Linked DNA regions of Mus musculus: regions 1 and 2 are each linked to region 3. The links are chromatin contacts, called in public Hi-C and Micro-C maps. All regions are on one chromosome and are shown on one strand. The core of a region is the stretch at or near the end of the contact, and the rest is flanking DNA. Distances in the headings are between cores, read along the strand shown.

Region 1 (2,700 bases), core at 85-2,584, 190 kb before region 3:
TGGAAATAGTTCCTTTATTAAACGATTTTCAGTTTGGGAGTAATGTTTGCTTCCTGCCTTTAACACAGTTGATGAAGTATTTGTCATAGCTTTGTGAAGTTACACCGCGCATGTCCTAGCCTGTGTCTACTTGCTTATTTGTCCCTAGCAACTGGCAGTGCAAAACACAAGAGTGAAACAAGACCAACAAAATCCCCATCACTACTCCAGACTTAAAGCAAACAACAAAACCTCAGTGTTATCCAACATCTAGATAACCCACAGGAGCTTCCAAACCAACCTCTCTGCTACTGATTCATCATCTCTCCATCTTCTGTATTGCTATGCAATGCTATTAAGAAAATTATCACCATATTGGCTGCCTATGAGAAACTACAAAGAGAACAAAAAGTAGCCCAAACAAAGAAGTTTGCTAGAGTAGGTAGCGTCATCTATCCAGGTACCATCCAATTCCTTTCCAATGCTCCACATCTATAATCATATCACCAGTTATAAATTACTATATCAAAGATATTTTGCCCCCTAGAAATTATAAAACATAGAGAAATACACTCAACAGAAAGTGTTAAAAAAATGGCTAGGGTTTATATATTTCTTAATGTTAGTTCTGAGCATCCAGCAAAACTCCTGGCACATAGTAGTCAGTGAATGTACAGAGGATAAATAAATGGACAAAGGGGAGATTTGTAGAAGGAATTGACTTCTAAATTGCTCAGGTTCACATGGGAACTGGAGCCTGGTATTTTCACCTGTTGGCCTGAAGCAATGGTTGTCTCCTGCTGCTAATTGTAGTAAAGTAACCCCATTTGAAGGTCTATGGAACTTCCTCCTGGAGATAATCAATGTTACTGAGGCCCGGAAGAATCAACTCGAATCACTGGTAGAAGTTTCTGTTTCTTTTCACGGAAAATGAAACTACCAAACCTGGTCATGTATGAGAGTAGAATTACAAGGAAACGAACTGGTAACAATGACAATAATAGCGGTTACTATAAAACTATCCAGAACGTGACCAGGGAGGGCAGGGGAAGTAACTGAGATTTGTGGTTGTTTTCCCTTGTTCCTGCTCTAATGGGTTCATGAGAATTGACTATGGTGAGCAAACAGTGCTTCTACAGAATGAGTTTATTGATTAATTCATAAACCATATGGCCAACTTGCTCTGCCAGAAGTATTTGTGCAAAGGAAAACAAAGAAGAACGAAATGGTAGGATATTAAATACTGTTATAAGTAGATCAGAAAGGTCAATGGATTAGGTTTTCACTGATTCGGAAAGCCCAGCTACATCTCAGGCACACTTGCAAATACGTAAGATTACACTGGGAATGAAGACTTGGCTTTTGTTCAAAGTCAACAGCTGTCGGCCACATTTTTCTCGCCCTATCACAATTTGGCTCGTCAAAGCTCCTGCTGGAAAATTAATGAATGCACCCTATGGGAAGAAATCCAGCATGTTTATATTTGTCTCTTGGCCTGAGCTATGCTGTCAGATGCCCCTCCCCCTGGTCGCCCTGCTTTTACTTAACATTTAATTGTCCCCTACACAGGTGGACTGAGATCCACGTGGCTCTGTGATGTTTCCTCTTTAATCTTGTTCTACTTTCATTTCAAAATGGCCTTTCAAGGACACATTTCTTCACCAGATAAGAGGGTACTACTGAGGAAATCTCCTACCAGCAATTAATTTTGCCAGCCAGGAAATGCCACACACTACCTGACAACCAACAAGGGAATTGAACCCATCCCTGTCCTGTTAATATAAAAGAGCTGTGGGGTTTCAGTCAGCTTTGCTTGAATTCCCATGCAACCAAAGTCAAAATTAGTCAACCCTCTGTCTAGCTGGTGTTTCTCTCTACTCCAAAGCATGCTCACTTTGACGGAATATCACAGTGTGAGATTGACTCTCAGCTGCAGCAATTCACAATTATCTCATTTTTTTTTTTTACAGATGAGGATAACAGTAGCAAATTATCTCCTAGGCTTGTGAGGCTGAAAGAAACACTACATGAAAAGCAGCCTGTGAGAGACAGAGACTGAGCAATACTAGCCAAGAAGGACTGTACTGGGGGACAAGAAAGTGTACAGTGTATAACCTCTGTGTGACAGCTACTGAAGTATCTAGGTCACTCTAGTGGAAGATTCTGCCCCCTGAAAATACTGCATCGTGACTGTGCCTTAGTGAGAACTTTGCAACTTCCATGGACTTGACAGTGGTAGACAACAGGCAATCTAGCACTCTACAACTGTTGCAAAACTGCTTTCAGTTTGGCTGGAATATAAATAATGCTTCCATCATCTCTATAAATAAAAGCTACCTAAGGCTTCACCCAAAGGCAAAATTGGCCTTCTCAACTTCCCTTCAGAAGAAATGAAAATCTAGCAAACAAAACCTACTACAAAAGTCTTTTTTTAATTTAGGTAAAAGAATTTTAGGAATGACTTATCAAAAAACTGTAATACTCTCTGGACAGAAACTACATATCAGAGTTGCCTGAACTTCAAAGTGGTCTTATTTACCCACAAAAGTTTAACTATATAACATGCATTAAAGCCTACACTCTGCTTCTTAGCTGTGGTACTTCCAAAGCAGTCATCTCCATATGCAAGGAGCGAAGTCGTGAAGTATAAGCTATGAGTTTTACTCTGAAGAGATGACTTCTTTATTTAAAGGCAGGGTCTCATGTAGTCCAAACTACTAC
Region 2 (2,700 bases), core at 22-2,521, 230 kb before region 3:
GCAAAATGCTATTGTTTTCGAATTGCCCCTCACAGGAGATTGCTTTTAAAAATAATGTGTCCAGGGAATACCACATAGAAGGAGGAGGAGGAGGAGGAAGAAGAGGAGGAGGAGGAGGAGGAGGAGGAGGAGGAGGAAGAGGAGGAGGAGGAGGAGGAAGAGATAAGGGTCAGAAGATCTGGGAGTCTGCCGCTGAGATAATGTCTTCTATAGATGACAGAGTACTGAAACAGTCACCAAAAGAGGGCCTGTACAATGATAAAGCCAGTTGACATCCTAACATGATATGGGCACTTTCACAAGGACCCACTAATAAATAAAGAGTTATAGACAACTAATGAGTGTTAAGAGAGGAAGAATCAATCTTTTCCAGGGCCCACCTCCCTTACAGCTTATCTGATCCCATATAGTCATCCCTAAACACTAGTACATATATATCACCAGCACTAAGTGGACACAGGAGGTTGTGTGTGTGTGTGTGTATGTGTGTGTGTGTTGTGTGTGTGTGTATGTGTGTGTGCGCGCACTCATGTGTATGTGTGTGAATTTGAGAAAGAGTGAGGGACAAAAAAAAGGAGCTGGAAAGGGGGAAGAGTAAGGAGGACATGATGTAAATAACCTACTCACATATAAAATTCTCAATAAAAATAAAATAAATGTAAAAGCTGTACATAACCATTGCTATATTTTCACATAAAAACTGTGAAGACCCATTTTGTCCTTCACTCTGTAAGTTCTTACACTGATAAGCTTCTTAGCACATGAGATTGAATTAATTACTATCTGGCTGATCCTTACTCCGAACTTTGGGGTTTCTGGTAATATACTTGCAGAATAATGCATAAGTAATTATTTTTCAAAAAAAAGTCAACAACCTCAGCCCCCAACACAGATATAGCAGAGGACTGGAAGGTCTGGGCTTAGTCAAAGAAGATGCACCTAACCCTCAAGAGACTAGAAACCCCAGGGAGTTTAGAGGTAGGGTGGGGGTGGGGACATGCTCTTGGAGACAAGAGGGTGGGGAGGAGGCATGGGATGTGGAACAGTCAGAGGGTGGACCAGGAGGAGAATAAAATCTGTAGTTTAAAATAAAAAGATAGCTAGATAGATAAATAAATAAATAAATAAATAAATAAAGTTTTGTTGTTGTTACTGTTGTTGTTTTAAAGGAATTGGAGAGCTTCTTCCTAGCATACATAGGTCACGGGTTCAGTGTCCAAGACCACACCTAAAAATGAAAGTGAAACTCTCCTAGCCCTGGGCAAGATCACATGGCCGCTGACTCAACTCTGCTGCTGATAGTTTTCTGTATTTTAGTTCGCTGCTTATGTTAGAGACTCTAGGATGGCCGTCACCAGCTTTAATTTAACATGTCATTTACATTACTGTGTGCTGTCCCTTTATGGGGCTGGAAATATTTATTTTTTAATTAGTGTGTGGCGTAACACGTTTCCTTAGAGCAGTTCTGTAATGCTAAATTTGAGCTGTTAATGGTTGCCACAGGAGAGTTTTAGCATTATCTTATTAAATTCCAATGTTTCTTTTTTAAAGTTTGCTTACATCTTTTTTAACCTCAGTGCCTATTTATGATCACAACTGTTCATTGGTTACTAGAAGACTCTATTTCTGTAGCTTGTTTTTTTGATGAGCACCAACTTCAAATAATTTAGATCATCTGAAATTTTCCCCTTATAAATATACAGTCTAGAAAGCCTTTCCCTTTAAGGACTGTGCTTTTATTAGGCATAATGTTATCAATGGCTCTTTAAAAATACTCCAAGTGATTATCTGTACATTCCAGAACAAAAGAAAACATTTTAAATGAAGAGAACTGCCTTGTTACTCCATGTATCCGACACCGTGAATGGGTCTATAAAAGCCAACTATGACTTTCCCCTATAGGAGATGCATTTTAAACCTACCATTTCCTCTTTGATGGAGAGAAGACAGTGTATCAGCAAGGGCACAAGAACATGAGTGGACCTCCCGTGAATCTCAGAAGCTGTCACTGGAGTTGGCCAAGCCAGGGGCATAGAACATAAATCCCACACAGACATCAGGTTATTTATTCATTGTTCACAGATCCACCCATTGCTCTTCTACCAGCCACTTACCCTGAGAACTAGACAGTACTTTCTTTAAAAAAAAAAAAAAAAAAAAAGAATATTTTCTTTATTTACACTTCGAATGCTTTCCCCTTTCCGGGTCTCCCCTTCGGAAACTCCCTATCCCTTCCCCCTCTTCCTGCCTCTATGAGGCTGTTCTCCCACCCACCCACTCCTGTCCTTTCGCCCTGGCATTCCCAGGACATTGAACACCCTCAGGCCCAAGGTCCTCTCCTCCCACTGATGTCCAACAAGGCCATCCATCCTCTGCCACATATGTGGCCAGCGCCATGGGTCACTCCATGTGTATTCTTTGGTTGGTGGTCTAGTCCCTGGGAGCTCCAGGGTAGTCTGGCCAGTTGACACAGTTGTTCCCTCCATGGGGCTGCACACACACACACACACACACACACACACACACACACACACACACACCAGCCCTCAGCTCCTCCAGTCTCTTTTCCAACTCCTCCATTCACAAGAACAGAGAGATGGTTTAATTCTATTTGTACATGTTGGTCCTTGGAGAAGCTATCGTTCAGCTGAACACATTCAACTGCCTCTCACTTTAACTATCTTGCCTTCACCTTTTAAT
Region 3 (2,700 bases), core at 129-2,628:
GTTTTTAAATAAAAAGAGCATAAGCCCATAGGAAAAAGTGCTCATCCTAAAAAGGAAATAATGAATTACTATATTCCATCTGTACAACTAGACAAAAGGGTTAATGAGGGAGCAACATTTGCATACATTCCTTCTTGCAGAGATAATACCAATTTGGCCATACAGACTGAAATGATTTTGCCATTCTAGTTTTACCCCTTGATTGTGATCACACCCATACTGAGTGACATATGTACAACTTTATTCACTGCAGCAAATGTCAGAGACAATCAAATGTCCATTAGATGCACACTGGCTACATGTTTTGTTGGCTCAGTATACGGAACAACTTGTACAATCAAAGAAGGAACTTCCTTGTATAAAAGGTCACCAAGATACAGCAAGCATACAAAACAAGTGTGTGCGCGTGCTGTCCTTATGCAAGGAGGGAAAACACAGTGATGTTCTTAAATGTATAAAATATTTCTATAGTAATACACATGTATCGTCACTATGAATTAGGCAATTACATAGATGGAAAGTTGGAATTAAAGGGCCCTTTGAGATTTTTGTCCAAAGCATCTCACAGAGTGACATAAGCAGGCTCTGAATTGTGGAAGATTAAATCCTGACTTGGCAAGAAGATGAAATGCGCAAGTAGCATTCAAGAAGTCTGCTTAGGGATGGAGAGTGTGTGGGCAGGGCTTACAGCAGGGGTGGGAGAGCATGGTCAGACCAAAAGTCTTTTTAGTCTGGGGAATGGATGTGAACTTGTCTTCAAATACACCCAGAAATGAAAGACATCAAGAGACAAAATATAAGAAGGAGATATTGCTGAAGTAAGGCAAAAGGAAATGGGAATACTATTAAGTTCTAAACAAGAGTTTAAAATATAAGTCCAGACATTTCAGCTTTTCCTTTTCTTTTCTTTTTTCTCTTTTCTTTTCTTTTCTCTTTTCTTTTTTCTTTCTATCTATTCGCCATTGTATTTAGAATACCAGTTCACTTAATTACTCTCAGATATCAGAATGTATAAATTCATGTTTGGGTTATCTTTTCTGTCATTAATCATGAACTGCCACCTGTCACATCTGCAAAGATATCCTATGACACACAAAGTATCCAGTGCATCACTTCACATACACATTATATCAAAGGCCAAGTAAGGTGGCACACACCAACTCTACATAGAGTGTGTATGTATGAATCCCAAAGAGCCTACATCCCCTGTCATTCCCAGATGGACAGGAAGTGTTGTTCTACCTCCTTGACCTCCAATGCGTGCCCTTTCCAGATTCTGGCTGCAGGTGAATATTTTGCCAAGCAATACACACTCAGTATGAGAGACAGGACACACCCTATCAACTTCCTTCTAATTTGCTAGTGTTTTCTATACCCTAGCCTGTCAGCACCCTCATTCTGGCCTTTTCTAGGTGGAACAATAGGCCTCATGCTCCCCCTAGTGCTAGCCCCCAAGAATGCTTTAAAATGACTTAGTGCACATCTCAATAGCAAAGAGCACAACCCATAATGAGTGTGGAATTACAGAAACAAGTACGTGTGTGTCCCTTGTGCTCTGCCTGATACATAAGTTTCTGTGGTCCCCTTTGGTTATAAAGAAGTGTGCTCAAGCCAAATAGCTAAGAGTTTATAGTGAAGGCTTCAGTTGTGATGTAACAAAAAGGTCACTATTTCCTTTTGCATTGGAAGGAGGAAAATAATAAAAGCATAAAGACTCCAGAAGAAGACAGCAATGTAGAACATGATAGGTCAGTCTTAGCCTACACTGGTGGCTCCAAGTTGAGGCAGGGAATCAGTGCCACACAGAGGAATAGTTATGTGTTGAGAAATGCCTCTGAGAAGGCCAAACAGCCACGAGGGACTAACCATGGAAGATGATTCCCCAGTCAGAAGAAGTCCAGGTCAGTGATACAGAGATGAGGTAGTCAGGTTGAGCACTGATGAAACTATAGAATTTCTGCCAAAAAAAAATAATAACATGCTTTTATATCCACAAAAAGTCATGAAACAATTCAGGGAGTAACAAAGAAAAAGAGGTTCAGCATCACTTCTGCAAAATGCAGGCCATTGTTTTGATAATTCTAATTTAGTGCTACCCATGCACACATGGGTGCGGGGGTCCATCCATTAGTGGCATGTAGGAAACCAACCTGTGGAAACACGCTCAAGAAAGTGAGAGCTTCCTCCTCCCTCCCACAGCTATCAGCTACAAATAGCTCCTGGAATTGGGAGGGAAGTGGAAGGTAATGGTTGAGGGATATGGGAGGAGTTGGAAGGGAGAAAGCAGGTAAATAAGATCTGACTTACTTATATACATGGATGAAGTTATCAAGGGTGTGTGTGTGTGTGTGTGTGTGTGTGTGTGTGTGTGTGTGTTAAATTCAAGCCAACGCTATAGAGACATTTTTTCTTTTACCTGTCAGTTTGGAAAAGATCGAGATATTTAGCAATATGACAAATTGTCACAAGCATGGAGAAACAGATGTTCCTACACTGTGCACATACACATGAGAAACTGGTGCCAGGATGTGGGGGAATCTTCCCTTAGCCGCAGCTTTGCTCCCCACCCCCAGTCAAGGATTCTCTCATTTATACCATCTGTCTGAGTCACACCTCTGTCTGAGAATTAAACACAAATGAATAGCCATAATACTCTTCATCTGAGTATCTCACAGACTCTATAGACTCAAAGTGTTCATC

The links. Hi-C and Micro-C count contacts between places; a contact is called where the count stands out from the background.
Region 1: a contact with region 3 is called in a Micro-C map of the AtT-20 cell line, with 2.2 times the contacts expected there. The contact joins two enhancer-like sites. A contact is called at or near these places in 4 of 484 Hi-C or Micro-C datasets (the AtT-20 cell line, cerebral cortex, granulocyte-monocyte progenitors and 1 more) and 2 of 115 datasets of contacts at active chromatin or transcription factors (extraembryonic endoderm stem cells and trophoblast stem cells).
Region 2: a Hi-C map of bone marrow-derived macrophages shows a contact between it and region 3, with 29 read pairs. The contact joins two enhancer-like sites. A contact is called at or near these places in 11 of 484 Hi-C or Micro-C datasets (the C2C12 cell line, Th1 cells, bone marrow-derived macrophages and 6 more) and 3 of 115 datasets of contacts at active chromatin or transcription factors (extraembryonic endoderm stem cells, microglia and trophoblast stem cells).

What each region holds. Positions count from the first base shown.
Region 1 is chr9:85,399,712-85,402,411 of GRCm38.p6, forward strand. No RefSeq gene overlaps it. Among named protein-coding and RNA genes, the nearest start is that of Gm25125, 72 kb to the right of the region's middle. Within about 2 kb of position 1,335, at least 16 of the 459 cell types and tissues checked have an H3K27ac peak or open chromatin away from gene starts, as enhancers often do. A contact at or near this core is called in the AtT-20 cell line, where this site is marked.
Region 2 is chr9:85,356,365-85,359,064 of GRCm38.p6, forward strand. No RefSeq gene overlaps it. Among named protein-coding and RNA genes, the nearest start is that of Tent5a, 31 kb to the left of the region's middle. Within about 2 kb of position 1,272, at least 38 of the 459 cell types and tissues checked have an H3K27ac peak or open chromatin away from gene starts, as enhancers often do. A contact at or near this core is called in bone marrow-derived macrophages, where this site is marked.
Region 3 is chr9:85,586,868-85,589,567 of GRCm38.p6, forward strand. No RefSeq gene overlaps it. Among named protein-coding and RNA genes, the nearest start is that of Gm25125, 120 kb to the left of the region's middle. Within about 2 kb of position 1,379, at least 14 of the 459 cell types and tissues checked have an H3K27ac peak or open chromatin away from gene starts, as enhancers often do. A contact at or near this core is called in the AtT-20 cell line and bone marrow-derived macrophages, where this site is marked.